2 separate regions of the Mus musculus genome follow, and region 2 is linked to region 1. A link is a contact called in public HiChIP or PLAC-seq data. All regions are on one chromosome and are shown on one strand. The core of a region is the stretch at or near the end of the contact, and the rest is flanking DNA. Distances in the headings are between cores, read along the strand shown. Region 1 holds the start of Egfem1 (EGF-like and EMI domain containing 1). Region 2 overlaps Egfem1 (EGF-like and EMI domain containing 1).

Region 1 (6,995 bases), core at 2,421-4,920:
AATACATTGTATAACAGCTGGTCATTGTCCTTTGCTGCTGCAAAGATTTGGGTAAAGTTTATTTACTTCTCCTATTTAGTCCTGTGGGGAAAAATATACAGAGAACCATTAACATAAGTAAACTTATCAATATCCCCTTATCAAAATGTCATAACCAAGAGGCTCACACTTCTAATTCTAGCACTCACACAGCTGAGGCAGGAGGATTAGTGATGATTCAAGGATATGGCATGATATAGCCTATCGAATAAACAAACATGTCATAAGGCCATGTCCAAGTAGCTGCTGGGAGTTTCTCATGAATAGTCTTCAGTGGGTAGAGAAAAATCAGAACTCCCTGGTAAGGACTACCCCATGCATTGTGAGGCAATTAGAACTCAAATGGTGCACAGACTGTCTATAGAGCCTAGAGTGCTTGCAACCCAGAAGAGCTTCCCAAAGTGCCTTAACCTCCCCTAAGTTGAAAATATCAGCTTTGATCTCAATGAGAAGATGTGGAAAAATTAAAGCAATTTCCATCAATACAGTCTATGCCTGGATGTCCTGGAACTAGATGTGGCAGTCCAGGCTTACTTGTAAACTCAGTAGTTGCAAGGTGAAGGCAGAAGGATCAGGAGTTCAAGGACACATTCACTTACAGAGTAGGCGAGATCAGGTCTAGCAAGGACTGCATAAACCCCTTGTCAAAAACAAGAAAGAGGAGGAGGAGGGGAAAGCGAAGGGGAAGGAGGGGGAGGAGGAAGAGAAAGAGGAAGAGAAAGAAAAGAAAGAAGATGGGGAGAAAGGGGAAGAGAAAGAGGAGGAGGAGGGAGAGGAGGAGGGAAAGGAGGAGGAGGAGAGGAGGAGGAAAGGAAATAAAGCAAGAAGCCCAAACTATCTGTGTTCAGTTCTGGCTATGCCTCTTCCTAATTTTTGAGCATGAGAGAGAGCACTGCTTGGCTCTCAGGACTGGTAAATGCAAATTCAGGTTTAAACGAGTACCCTGAAGTCATCTGTTGTCTAAATAAGAATCCAAGGGGCTGTGGTTTGTGATGTCCACTCACGCAAGAGCACTTCAGCATCCGGCTGATTCTTTGAACTAGCCTCACATTAGTCATCCAAAGGCTTCAGAATGTGTCCAAACAAAATCCTCAGATGGAGCGATCATTATGAGAACTGGAAAACCCATGGCACACATAACTTGTCACACTAATAAAGTTTTAAATGAGTTTGCTGTCTAAGAAAAGCAGTCATAAATGTAAGGCATATATAAATCTGACTACTAGTCAGTTGCCCCTTCGTCCTCTAAGACAAGCTACATACAACTCTTTCCTGTGTTGATGACCTATAAGTGTGAGCCAGAAGGATGGCCCGCTTTCATTAAGGGTCATTACCTCATCTGAAGCCTGCTTTCTCTGGTCATAGACCTCAGAGGTCAATAATAATCTCAGGAAGAATTCTCTCACACTTACCAAATAGGCAGGTGCAGTGCCAGGGCCCAGTGCTCTGTACAGCTGTATTCCACATGCCAAGAATTACAAAGAAACCTGGCAATAGAACCTACAGTGGTTGCTAATAAGCAAACTCTAGCACCAGAGAGGACTGAATAGAAATATGACCGAATTTCCCCTACCAGAAAGTATTAAAAGTCATCAGAGTGACTTCAGCAATTCATTTGTAAACACATTTCAATTACATGTTTGAAGAATTTATATTTGGTTTAGTATCTGACTTCATCTCACCTGATATATAAATGAGCTACAGTTATTAAACAACACACACACACACACACACACATACACACACACACACACACACACACACACACACACACACAGAAATATCATCCTTCCAGGTCAAATCAACACTGAAAGAAGATAAACACTCTCTCATAAGAGTGGAGTGGAGTGTGTCTCCCTGCTGGGATTGTTCATCTTGCATGGGTGACTGAGACTACCTAGCAAGCAAGGCAAGTGGGGACCACATTAACAGAGCTAACACAAGTTTGCTCTAAACCAATGTATAAGATGTCTGCTTTCGACAGGCAGAGGTTACTCAGAGTGATGCTTCTGAGATAAACTGAAGAGTCTAAACTCACCTCTTCAAGGTAAGCAATGCAAATCTTATCAATTCCAGGGAAACCAAGAACTCCTTAAATGGCAAAGGTATCCACATCTAGCATCTGTGTAGTCATGAAGTTGTGAGATTCAATGACACTCTGGCCCTGTTCATAGTTAATGGCTTGTGCAGTGACCAGGTAGCAAACTGAATTTCACAAAGGGTAAAATATTGAGATGTAAAGTGGACCCCAAACAGTATTTATTTTTTTACATGAAAAAGCGAAGCTTTAGGTTATTTCTCTAAACCACTTTTCTATTGCATAATATTTGTATTTCAGAAAAGTGAAGAAGAGGATAAGATGTTCAAAAAGGCTTTGCTGTGTGCTCATAACTGCCCAAGAGCATGTCAGGAAAAGCAGAATTTGAGCTTCCCCGCCAGACTGTTAAAAGCTGGAGATCCTGGTGTAAAGCAAGATCTGGCAAAAACTTCTCCAGCCAGTGAAGGAGACCGGGCTATTAGACTTTCCAGGAACTTCTCCCAGCGCGCCACAGGGGACAGAAACTAGACATTTCCCAGCCATACCCATTTCTAATGCAGAAGGAATCCTCCTTGTACCCCTTCCTCCTAACTCTCCAACTAACCTAAGCTGCTGACACGTGCTTTTGCTGGCTCCTTGCCTCTCTCGTCAGACCTGTGAAATAATCCATTCTTCATCATACCTCACAAAAAACCACACTGGATTCTACACACACACACACACACACACACACACACACACACACTAAATGTCAAGATTTTCCCCATTCGACAAGATTTCAGGCAAACGCCTTGTAGAATGTGGCCAGTTACGCCCCAAACATGAAATTAAGTGAAACACATACAGGCGCATACAAACACTCAAACTCCGGGGCGAGAAGGGGGAGTGATGTCTGTCAGGTTCTTTGAAAAAAAAAATCAGGTTGAAAGCACTGGACCATTGGCAGTAGTTCTGCTGGGCGGTGGCGCTCCTGAGGTCTAGTATGTGTGATTACGTTCCCTCCCCAAACCGGTCAATGACATCCCCAAGTTCTTGTGTCTAGTGCCTGGTAGAACCCCAATCCCTCCACAGCTTCCCAGAGAGACCTAGTCTCTGCCTCTGCCACCGTTTTGCTCGGATAGGGCGGGGGCGCACGGACCGAAGCCGCTGTCCCCGCGCGTTCCGGAGCTGGCGAGCGCCACTTACATGCCGGGCTGGAGCTGTAGGGCGCTTCCTGGCGGCCAGTTGGCAGCGGCCCAGACGCAGAAACACCAGAAGCACAGTGGGGAGGTCATCTCGGTGATGGTGAGCCGGTGGGGCCACCGCCCCAACTGCGCGCGGTGCGCAGCTTGGGATCCTCAAGTCCGAAGCCCGCTCAGAAGTTAGGCTCGCCAAGCAGAAGTTGCTAGTGCCGGGCTCGCTCTCGAGGACCGCGACGTGCGTCTTGCTGCGGAGGGCACCGCAGCAGCTCGACCCCAGCAGACGACACCCGCAACAGCGCCCGTGCTAGCAGTGGCCGGCCAAACCAACCCCGGGCACTGTAGCCCAAGAGCTGCACAGCCCTGCACTGCCGGCGGCGACTGGAGACCAGTGAGACCAGCGGTCCTGCAGCCCCCCCCCCCCCCCCCCCGCAGTCCCGGTACCATGGCAACGCGCTCGCCGCCCTCTGGCCCCAGCCCCTCCGGAGCGCTTAAAGAGACAGCCCCCTTGGCCACCACGCGCTCCTTGGGCTGTCAGGCGGCCCCCACCCCCACGCCCTCTTCACCTCCTCTTCTCCAAGGGGCTCCGGGCGGTGGCTGGGGAAGCATCTAGCATGCTACATCATGTTCTTCCACCAATAATCCATACAACTCTACTCCCAACCTCTTCCTCCAAACCCTTTGAGCATCCTCCGCCCCAAGCTAGCAAAGATGCTTTCCTCCTCCAACACCAACCTGCTTAAAACCAACCAGCTGCGCATCTGCCACCAGCAGAGAGCAAAAGCAAGCTGACTTTTGATTCTTTCTCGCTCAGCTCCCTCCCACCTGGAGGCTGTGAAGACAGTCGGAGCACCGCTCTGAGGGAGGTAAGCTTGAAGTGAGAAAGGAACTGCAATTGACCGAGTCCAGTTTGCTGCCAAATCGACAGTTGCTGCACACATCGCTGGCGCATCCAGAAGTCCTGGATATTGAAAAGCGAGATAATCGCCCTCCGCTGTATTTGGCCACCATTTCACTCATTTTAGGCACCAAGAGTTTTAAGAGGCGCCAGCTCTTCTCCAAACCTAGACCCTCCTTTCCTTCAAACCAGGTCCCATGCCTAAAATCCGCAGAGCAACCTCCAGTTGCTAGCCCCCCAAGGCCCTTCCAGAAGGGGACAGCGTCTGCTCGAATCCAGAAGCTTCGGCTGTGGTGCTGGCCAGTGCTGCCAAAGATGCGCAGCCAAGAGCAGAGCAGAGCCATAGCCAGTAGCTTCTCAGGCCGGAGGCTATGCCTTTGCCTGGCGCCAGCTGCTGTCTGGAAGGCCACAAGCCTCTGGGAGTGTGTTTCGTGAAAATAAAAATCTATGGCGCGTCATGCCCTCCAACAAGGACAGCCTAGGCTCGGAAGCCATCATTTTCGGTTTAGCCCAGCAAAATGTGCAGCAATCTTCTGGGAGACAAACTTTTGCTTTTATTGCTAAACTTAGGAAAAGTGTCTCTCCCTCCAGTGACTTGTTCCTTGTCAAATACTTAAAGTGGTACTATCTGATTGCCTCACTCCTAGGAGCCCTAAAAGAATAGTTCTCAAAATATGTTTTAGGTTCTCTCTTGCCCCCCATGGTTGAATTAATCATCTACCCCTTAGTTTCAAATCAGTGTTCCTTTCCTTTCTTTCAGCTTTTCTGGAAGAACTGGAAGGATGCTGTGGAGGTTTCTTTGAAAAGGGGGGAGAGAGAGAGAGAGAGAGAGAGAGAGAGAGAGAGAGAGAGAGAGAGCATCAAGGCCCTCTGCTTTAGAGCCCTGACCTGCACTGGTCAATTTTGAGCTGGAGTACCTTCAGAATCTTCTATTTACCTTAGACTTGGCTTTTGCTGTATGCTCATTTCTTTTTATTTAAGTTAAAAGTGTATGTATACACATATGTCTTTTTTATTCGACATTAACTAAATGTACAACTAGTTATCTTTTGGCATATATTACAAAAAGATCAATTTAGAATTGATTGCACAAAAGAAATATTTATGTCCCCTGCCACAATTAGAAAAGAAGGATACATTCTTATTTTCTTTCTTAGGTGTAGTTCTGTATTCAACAGGCCCTGGGGACCTGAAGTCCACCCTCAGTGACCATGCTAGTGTTTGCTCCAGGCTGCCATGTGACTTTCTGATTAGTTCTTGGTATAGATTACTGCACCACACTGATAGCTGAAATTTCACTCTTCATTCTTCTAAGGTATCTGAATCTCTTGCTAGTCTTACCTGAAAGAAAAGAAAGAAAGAAAGAAAGAAAGAAAGAAAGAAAGAAAGAAAGAAAGAAAGAAAGAAAGAAAGAAAGAAAGGAAGAAGGGAAGAAAGGAAGAAAGAAAGAAAAAGAAAGGAGGAAAGAAAGTAAAAGAGAGAGAGAGGGGGGGAGAGAGAGAGAAAAGAAACAAGCTAATTGCTTAATCTTCCCTCTTTAATTTTTTAATTTCTCCTCTTCTGGGTCAATGTTAATGAATAGTTAAATGGTCCAGAACAAGCAGGGTCCTCTGCAGGTGAGAACACCAGAAAGTTACTTGCTAATACTTGGCAGCAGTATCTAGTGAACCATGTGTCCTGAGTGTATACAGTGTACATGTAGGTAAAAAGATAACCTCTGGCCCTTCTAAATCTACTTCTTATAACTTCAGGTTGTTTTAACACAGTTTTGATCTTAATTGTTGTAATGAAAATGTAGAGTATACCTAAAGATAGCAGGGTAGACTAACTGTCTCCTGAAGTCCCCTGTGAAGTGTTAAGCCTTTCTTTGCTTCTGGACAAAGTTTTGACTCTGTGAGGATGTGGGGATCTACAACTAATCCCACTCCCTTCTAGAATGCAAAAGAAAAAAAAAAAACACCTAAAACATCCCCTTTCTGTGTATTAAAGAAAGCTTTGCATAAATAATAGTACCCTACTTATTACAAAGTGAAATCTGAAGTAAGTCACAGTTGAAACTCACAAATATTTCAAAACCTGATGATAATGGGAAAAGACAGAAATATATGTACACCATCTGATTTGCATGACTGTAGTGAAGGGTAGCTTAGGTACGTAGGAAGTACATGAGTCCGTTGGAAATCCTGCTTTTGAACATTTTTTTCGTTCAGGTACATTAGTTTGAAAGCATATTTATTATAGATGAACATTGAAAGCACTTTGGATATGACAGACTAAATATGATTAGTGTACATCCCATAGAGTGAGGTTGATTCCAAGGTATTTGTTTATGGATATTAATCTAAACATCATTACAATATTACATAAGCTACATCACTACATGAGCTGGCCTAAGTATTCATATTTTTCCATGAACTGAATGAACCTGGTTTGACTTCAGCTCCCCTTTCCGTAGCACACCGATACATCTTAAAAGCAAGCAGCAAGGGGGTGCAGAAATAATGCAATTGGTGAGTTTCTTGGAGAGCCGGCAGGAGGACTGGAGATTGAGCCTCAGAACCCAAGTAACAAAGCAAAACCTGGTGATGATCATGGTCAACACTGGGGAGACTGAGACAGATGGCTCACCAGGCCAGCCAGCCTAGCCTGATTTGCAAGCTCCCAGTACCAGTGAGAGAGCCTTAAAACAACAACAATAACAACAACAAACAAACAAACAAACAAACAAAAACATGGTAGAAAGGTCTTGAGGAACACCTGATGGTAACTTCTCCCCTCCACATATGCACATATGTGTGTCCTCATCACCCACGAAAGAGAAGGCATGGATCTCAGCACATAT
Region 2 (6,995 bases), core at 3,092-5,591, 610 kb before region 1:
TTGCAGGTCTTCAGCAATGAAATTTTGCTATTCTTCCATACAGAAAGTGGAATCTCTTTGTCTTCCACACCAAATCTGGCTTGCCTTGGGATATGTCATAACCAACAAAAAGAGGTAAAAATGATAATGTGCATCTTCTGAGACTGTTTTGGTCCACTCTTGTTGATTTTGGAGACTTCTTAGAATATCCTGACACTGCTTGCTATGGAGCTGGGGTGAATCTTAGGGCATGCCACAGAGGAACAGCCAGGTTTGAAAGCAGAGATGCTTACCCAAGTCCAGTCTGTCCTGAAATGACTACCTTGTTGAAATACATATGAGTAACAGAAGTAAGACCAGCAGACCAGCCTTTACAACTCATAGAATTAAGAAAAGCAATAAAGCATCATTTAAAGTCACCAAATACTGGGAATATCATGCAACAACAGTTAGTCAAATAGCTTCTAGCAATATATATATAAAATCAGGAACTCTAGTAATTTCTTGACTTCGTTCTTCATCCTATCTATGTTTATTACTTCTATGCATGGCACAGGAGTTTCTAGTGTAACCAGGAACACAGTCACACTTTCCAGATATTCTGTCTCAATGACCTCCATTTTTAGAGTTCACAAGAGAACCGACATTTCAGTCCCCAGAGGCCATTAGGGCAGGCTTGTAAAATAAGAACAAGAAAGGTGGTTCCAGGTTTCACTTTCACTGTTGTCTAAGTGAGCTGGCAAATCCTTTCTCTCTGCCTCTGTCTCTGTCTCTGTCTCCGTCTCTGTCTCCGTCTCCGTCTCCCTCTCTCTGTCTCTGTCTCTGTCTCTGTCTCTGTCTCTCTCTCTGTCTCTCTCTCTGTCTCTCTGTCTCTCTCTGTCTCTCTCTCTCTCTCTCTCTCTCTCTCTCTCTATATATATATATATATATATATATGTGTGTGTGTGTGTGTGTGTGTGTGTGTGTGTGTGTGTATGCGTGTGTGTAGTGTGCTGCAAAGAAAGAAATGTTCAATAGCCTTTGAGGATTTATAGCACTTCCAAAAGTATTCCCTGAAGAAATCAGCACGGGGCTGTGTCCATCACTTTGGAAACACAGATATAGTAGCTGCCTTTTTTCTTTTCCTTTGTTCCCCTGTTGCTGAAAATGTGTTGTGGTGGTTTTTTCCAGGCAATAACAATGGAAAGCATTTTGGTATATCTTTGGAGGCACTTGTACAGAACAAACATGGAAATGAGGTGTAATTTGTAAGAAGATTCTCAGAAGGTTGCCTCCAAATGTCAGCCTCACTTCCACTTGCCTCATCCGAATTTGCTTCTCTCTCTAAGATGGCCTAGGGAAGGCAGAGCCTTGTAAAGTATCTAAGGTGGCTGAAGAGAAGCTGGGTGCTGTCCTGTTACATTTCCTTTGAACTATTGATGGAAAAGGACAAGTAATGGATACTATTGGCACATGGGCCCTTTACAGACAACATATGATCCACTGTCCAAATCCTGACAATTAGAAACCCTGGAGAAATTATTCTCTGAACAGTGAGAAAACAAGAAAATTTCTCTAAATGCTTGGAAATGGTAGAAAGTTACAGTTCACCATATTGATGGTGGTTTTTGGTGGACGGAGTCACAGGTTTCTGGAAGAAAGTGACTCTTCGGGTTTAGAAGCTATCACTGAAAAGCTAACTGGGGTTGGTGTTGGTTGTTCAGGGCGCTGTTCTTCTGTGTCACTGAAATAGTGCTTAATTGACGCAATTCACATGCAGGCCTGGGGGTAGGATTTTTGAAGATGTAGCTGGCTCCTGGAGCACTTGGTCTACTGACACGCTTATACAGAGAAAGAAAAACAACAGGCCTGATTTTCATCTTGCACAACTCTTAAAGGGCTCTTTTTGCCTTGATTTCAACTGCCAATCACGGTGATCCATTCATATGCTCTAGTCTTATTCATAATTTCATTTCGTGGCTAGACAGAAATATCAGAATCAGACAAAGTTATCTGATTGGAAAATAATATGTTTTCCAGAGATTACGGTGACCTCTCTATTCTGCTGATTTACATGTACTTTCAACTCATTTTCTTTCACAGTGGGGAACTCTGAAGCACTTTCCAATACAGTATATGCAGCAGTTGCTTTAAGGAAATGGTGCCAGAATAAATTAAATTTACCCAGGTGTGTGTACATAGTATTATACCCTTTGCGTTGACTTCCAGAACAGGACATCTCATGAGGACACGAATAGAAAGCTAACTCAAGGCTTAAAAATCAGGGCAGTGATTGAGAAGGTGGCATGAGACCCACTCTTGTATTAAACAAATTTGCATGAGAGTGGACTTACATTTCCTCAAGTTCCTTTCCTCATTACTTAGGGAGTCACAATCCAGCCACCAAAAGAGTCTGCTTGGCTTGCTCAGATGCTACAGGTTCATAGTCACGGGACAGGCTCAAAGTACTCCTCTAAATGAGTACGTAAGGGACTCAAAGTACTCCTCTAAATGAGTACGTAAGGGACTCAAAGTACTCCTCTAAATGAGTACGTAAGGGACTCAAAGTACTCCTCTAAATGAGTTCGTAAGGGATACGAAGACAAATTCAATCCCTCTGCTTCTGTGAGTGGACTCAACACTGAGGTGTCTTCTGTCTAAGCCCCATATCTTCTTCTGGTTTCAAATGATGTCACAGATTATCACTGGTTCTGATTCTTTTATTTGTTATATGTGTGCATTGTTTTCACTAAAGAGCAAAAAAGACTATGACAATTTTTTTCCTGAATAAGAATACCAAGTACTTCATGAAAAGTATGTAAACAGTAAAAATGAACCCCCACACGTTTATTGATTTAAGAAGAGATTTACTGATGACTGTCTTTATTGCATGAGTGAGGAAATACAGGAAGAAACAAACAAATATACTGCCTACATGGGCCTTGGATTCAAGCAAGAGAACAGGCAGTCGATAGTAACACACAGTAATGGGTGAATGTGCTAGATTAGAAGACAAGGCATGCTATAGTCAACAAAAGGAACTCCAGGAAAGCTGCTCACTGCCTTCTTAAGAAATGGCATCAAAAGAAGTCAGTGACATGGTAACAAGACACCAAAACCATAAACAAGTACTCAAGGGCTTTACAAGCCAGGGATGGCTTGCTGACAGGTTGAAATACCATTTCCCCAAATTCCACACACAGCTGCACATGTATCTCTACGTGTTTCTTACTACTGGGACCATAGTTTTCTGCTTGGAGATTTATCTAAAATTACGTGATATCTAGGTACTTGAAAAGTGACAGTACGGGTATCCATCCTTAAGTTCTTGGTATTAAGAAACCATAAATAAATTTGTTTGGATGATTGAGTTTTAGACAGAAAAAGGAATGTCCTTCATGCTGGAGGAGAGCGTGTCTTTGATTGATGAGTCAATGTTATTGAGCTGTAATTGTTTCCAGATATAATTTAAAGATGTGCCATCTTCTTCCTCTGCTCAGGCTGGCAAGGGCAATTCTGAGAGCAGAGGCCAAGAAGACAAGGTTAAATAATTGTATTGCACTCATGCCTCGGTTTCCTCACCTCCAACAGGAGATCAATAAAGCCTCCCCATCATCCACTGGTGTGGACTAACTAATTAATGACCAAATAGTGCTGAACAAAGGCTGATGATTTTTATTCAAGAAACATAAAAATCCATCATCGGATTGTACCTTCCTGGCATCTGTTGCCTTGGTAACCAGATTTGCAGGTGCAACTACCATTTTTGGCACTGCATTCCAGGGTGTTCTCTTCCACACACTGACATTCCAAAGAACAGCTAGCTCCATAGGCTCCCCTGGGACAGCCTGCAAGCAGATTGAAGCAAACCGGTCACCTGAAAACCATGCTTTGTTTATTTGAAATTGTTAGTGCATAGGCATGACATTCTTTGCAGCCTGGTTATAAAGAGAATAAGGGGATCATCATGACTGCCAAAAAAAATGAGGGAACAAATGTCTTTCAAATCAGGCAATTCATTTGCTTTTTGGCAACTGGACATGAACAGCGAAGCCTGAATTACTTAAAAAGCTGCACTGATGCTGGGAGAGCGACTGCCTCTCAAAAGTGCTTATTGCTGCCTGGACTTAATATTCTCCAAGGACTGCTTTGGCTGCCAGATCCCCTCATCATCCCACTGCAGCCTGGAGATGATGGACAAGCACTTATGTGAAGGTTGGCCATTGTCCTTACTCCCCCTCATTATATGGTAATCGGAAATAATTTTACATCGCACAGATTACACAAAGCTTCCATTGTGACAGCGATATTATCTTACCCACTTCTGTGGCAAGAGCTGCTTGCCCTGCCTTCTTTATCCTCCCCAGGCCATTGAGTTTTAGAGATGATGCAATGAGGACTGAAATTCTAACTTGTAAACAGCCTGCCCTTGTGTCTAGGAGAGTATACCACACTTCATATGCTCCCTTGCTTCCTCCTTCAAAACCTTTCTTCTTAATTCTTGAAACAGCTCAATTCCCTTTCCAAAACATATCGCTGACAATTACTTTGTTTCCCCATTATCAATATTCAAGAGTCTTCTTAAATGAAGTGTGCTTTAAGATGCACCTGGGCTTATAGTAATCATTTGGTGTATTCTGATAGGCTTTGCCCTGTAATGTTGTCTGCAGAAAATGAAATGAGTGGTGGGGCTCCCCTGGAGATGGAAAGTGACATAGTAGAGTCCATTCAATGTGGTGATTGTAATGGCTCGAAACAAATCCCAGTTCTGGTTACCAGGGACAGTGAGAATAATCTTTAAAGCCGAACAGACAATCAACAGGGTCCTGTGGACTCTTCAAAATCTGTTCCAGCTGATAACAAGTGATCTTTTTATGACCTTCAAGTTCTATGAACAGCATCAGACTTCCCAAGTCTGTGATCTGTCTTGTTCTAGACTTGTCTTTTTGTTTTAGAATACTTGCTTAGAAACTGGTTTAAAGAAAAAGAGTAGAAAGAATCTCTGTAGGTAATTCAATATCTGCTCAGGGCTTGTTAGGCATCGAGATAAAACACCCAACACTCTATATTTTGAAGTCCTAATTCTCAGGACTTCCTTCCTGTATACATCATGGATATAATTTGTTAAGATGAGGTTGTTTTGAGATAGATGCATTTCTAACCTAATCCACATAACGAACTTACAAACTGACAGATTTGTCCAGAGTGCTGGTTGTGGTGAAAGCACCAATGATGGACACTACAATGCCACAGAAGGAGACAATAGTCCTGGGACAAGTCTAACATCATTAGAGGAGAAGAAAATGATTGACACCTTGAAACTGAACTCTATGCTTACTGAACTGTCAGGCATTGGATTTCTATTATAAGGCACTCAGTTTTCAGTACTTTGTGTGGCTAGAAAAAATAATGATTAATTATAGGACTTGAGGTCCTCAGGTCTAGTCAAATGACATCCATGAGTAAATCTAGAAGAACTAGGGTGTGCATACTCTTCATAAAGAGGGTAACATTCAAGATATTAACAGACATCACCACCATCATCACCACGATCAGCAGTACCCAGTTACAACCTCCAGCAGTAGCGTTACTACCAACACCACAAACAACAAACATGTTTGGTGGTTTTCTTCCAAGTCTTTACTCTTCACAGCTGGGGGGTGAATTTAAATATGTGAGCCTGGAATTCAGATATTAGAGTGTCAATTTTGTTGCTGAATAATGAGCCTCCCAAACTCTTTGACCAGTTGTACTGACTTAATTTTTGTGCTCAAACATCTGATATTGTCATATGAAATATTCAAAAGTTATTACTTCACATTGAATATATCTTGATACGTTTCAGGGCCAACAACAAAAATGATACTATCTTTGTTTCTAGGCTAGTTTTCCTCTCTAGGCATGATATTCTAGAACATACCATCTGTACCTCTACTATGTAGCTTTTGGTGGCTCTCTTCTTTCTCTTCTTTATTTAGCTACACCCAATCTTTTCTCATAATCTACACTCAGTTTACTATGAGGAATTAACTTAGTCTCTTATTGGTGTGGTCATAATTTAGTATGTTTATTTCCAGAGACATTGCTTTTTTTTACATATGCAAGTCCTATGAGCATTCAACTAAGGATAAACTATAAACTATAGGAGGTCATGTACCTTGATAACAGCAGTAGGAATGATAATATCTTCATCAAGTAGTTATCATGAACTCTTAATCTCTTTAGACAACACTATTTGAAGGTGGGAATTTAATAACATTATTAGATCAGGATGTAGTGTTTTTTATGTGTGATATTGGTGCTTTAGTAAGGAAGATTTAGAATAGATTTGCTTGTCCCCCTAAGAGGTGGATGCAGTGACTGGAAATATCTAGGAACCACTATCCTAAGGCATTATACTTGAGAAGTTCTGTAGAACCCCCAGGTTCTAGAATTAAATACATTTATTTTTATAACCTATCCACTTTATGATATTCTTTCATAGCAGGCTAATCAGCCCCAAGATACCAATGTTCACTAGGAGAAAGCTTCAGAGGACCCAGTCCCTCTGTAACAAGATGAGGGAAGACAACAGGGCAGGAGCAGGAAGGGTTATTTCAAGTTCACAGATCTTAGCTTCAAAGTTGGAGGAAGGTCTTTCAGTGTTACACCAGGAAAAAATTGTGAAAACTAGAGCTGAACTTACAAACTCAGATATTTTGGATAATCATGTCTTCTTACACGCATGTTCAGAATGCAAGCAGAAGGGCTATGCTGAATTTTAAGGGTAATAGTGTTTTGTACTAGACAAAGAGACATGGTCCAGGCTCCTCGCACTTAGCCCCTATAAAGTGTCAGGTGTTTACTGAAACAATCTTTAACAATTTATGCTTGATACCTAAACATATAAAATATGAAATAAAAAACATTTAAAATGTGGAAGTAGTTAAGTAGTTTTAATCATCAAAATACAGATTTTGTAATTTAAAGAGCTCAAAGAATAGAATTAAATATTTGTATAGTTGAGTAGATAAACTAAGTTTTTTTTTTCCTTTCAA

What was found. HiChIP or PLAC-seq counts read pairs in DNA pulled down with a chosen protein or histone mark.
Region 2: a contact with region 1 is called in an H3K4me3 HiChIP or PLAC-seq map of embryonic forebrain, with 5 times the contacts expected there. The contact joins the enhancer-like site here to the promoter of Egfem1 in region 1. A contact is called at or near these places in 9 of 39 promoter capture datasets (the 3T3-L1 cell line, the C10 cell line, the HPC-7 cell line and 6 more) and 2 of 115 datasets of contacts at active chromatin or transcription factors (SST interneurons and embryonic forebrain).

What each region holds. Positions count from the first base shown.
Region 1 is chr3:29,079,206-29,086,200 of GRCm38.p6, reverse strand. It overlaps Egfem1 (EGF-like and EMI domain containing 1), which reads right to left and starts at 3,670. Exons shown (of 15, transcript NM_029412.2): 1 at 3,263-3,670. The coding sequence starts at 3,351.
Region 2 is chr3:29,686,872-29,693,866 of GRCm38.p6, reverse strand. It overlaps Egfem1 (EGF-like and EMI domain containing 1), which reads right to left. Exons shown (of 15, transcript NM_029412.2): 14 at 3,672-3,806; 15 at 2,811-3,474. The coding sequence ends at 3,455. Gm42197 (a long non-coding RNA gene) reads left to right here. Exons shown (of 4, transcript XR_880722.3): 3 at 7-114. Among named protein-coding and RNA genes, the nearest start is that of Gm42197, 5.7 kb to the left of the region's middle. Within about 2 kb of position 4,341, at least 19 of the 459 cell types and tissues checked have an H3K27ac peak or open chromatin away from gene starts, as enhancers often do. A contact at or near this core is called in SST interneurons and embryonic forebrain, where this site is marked.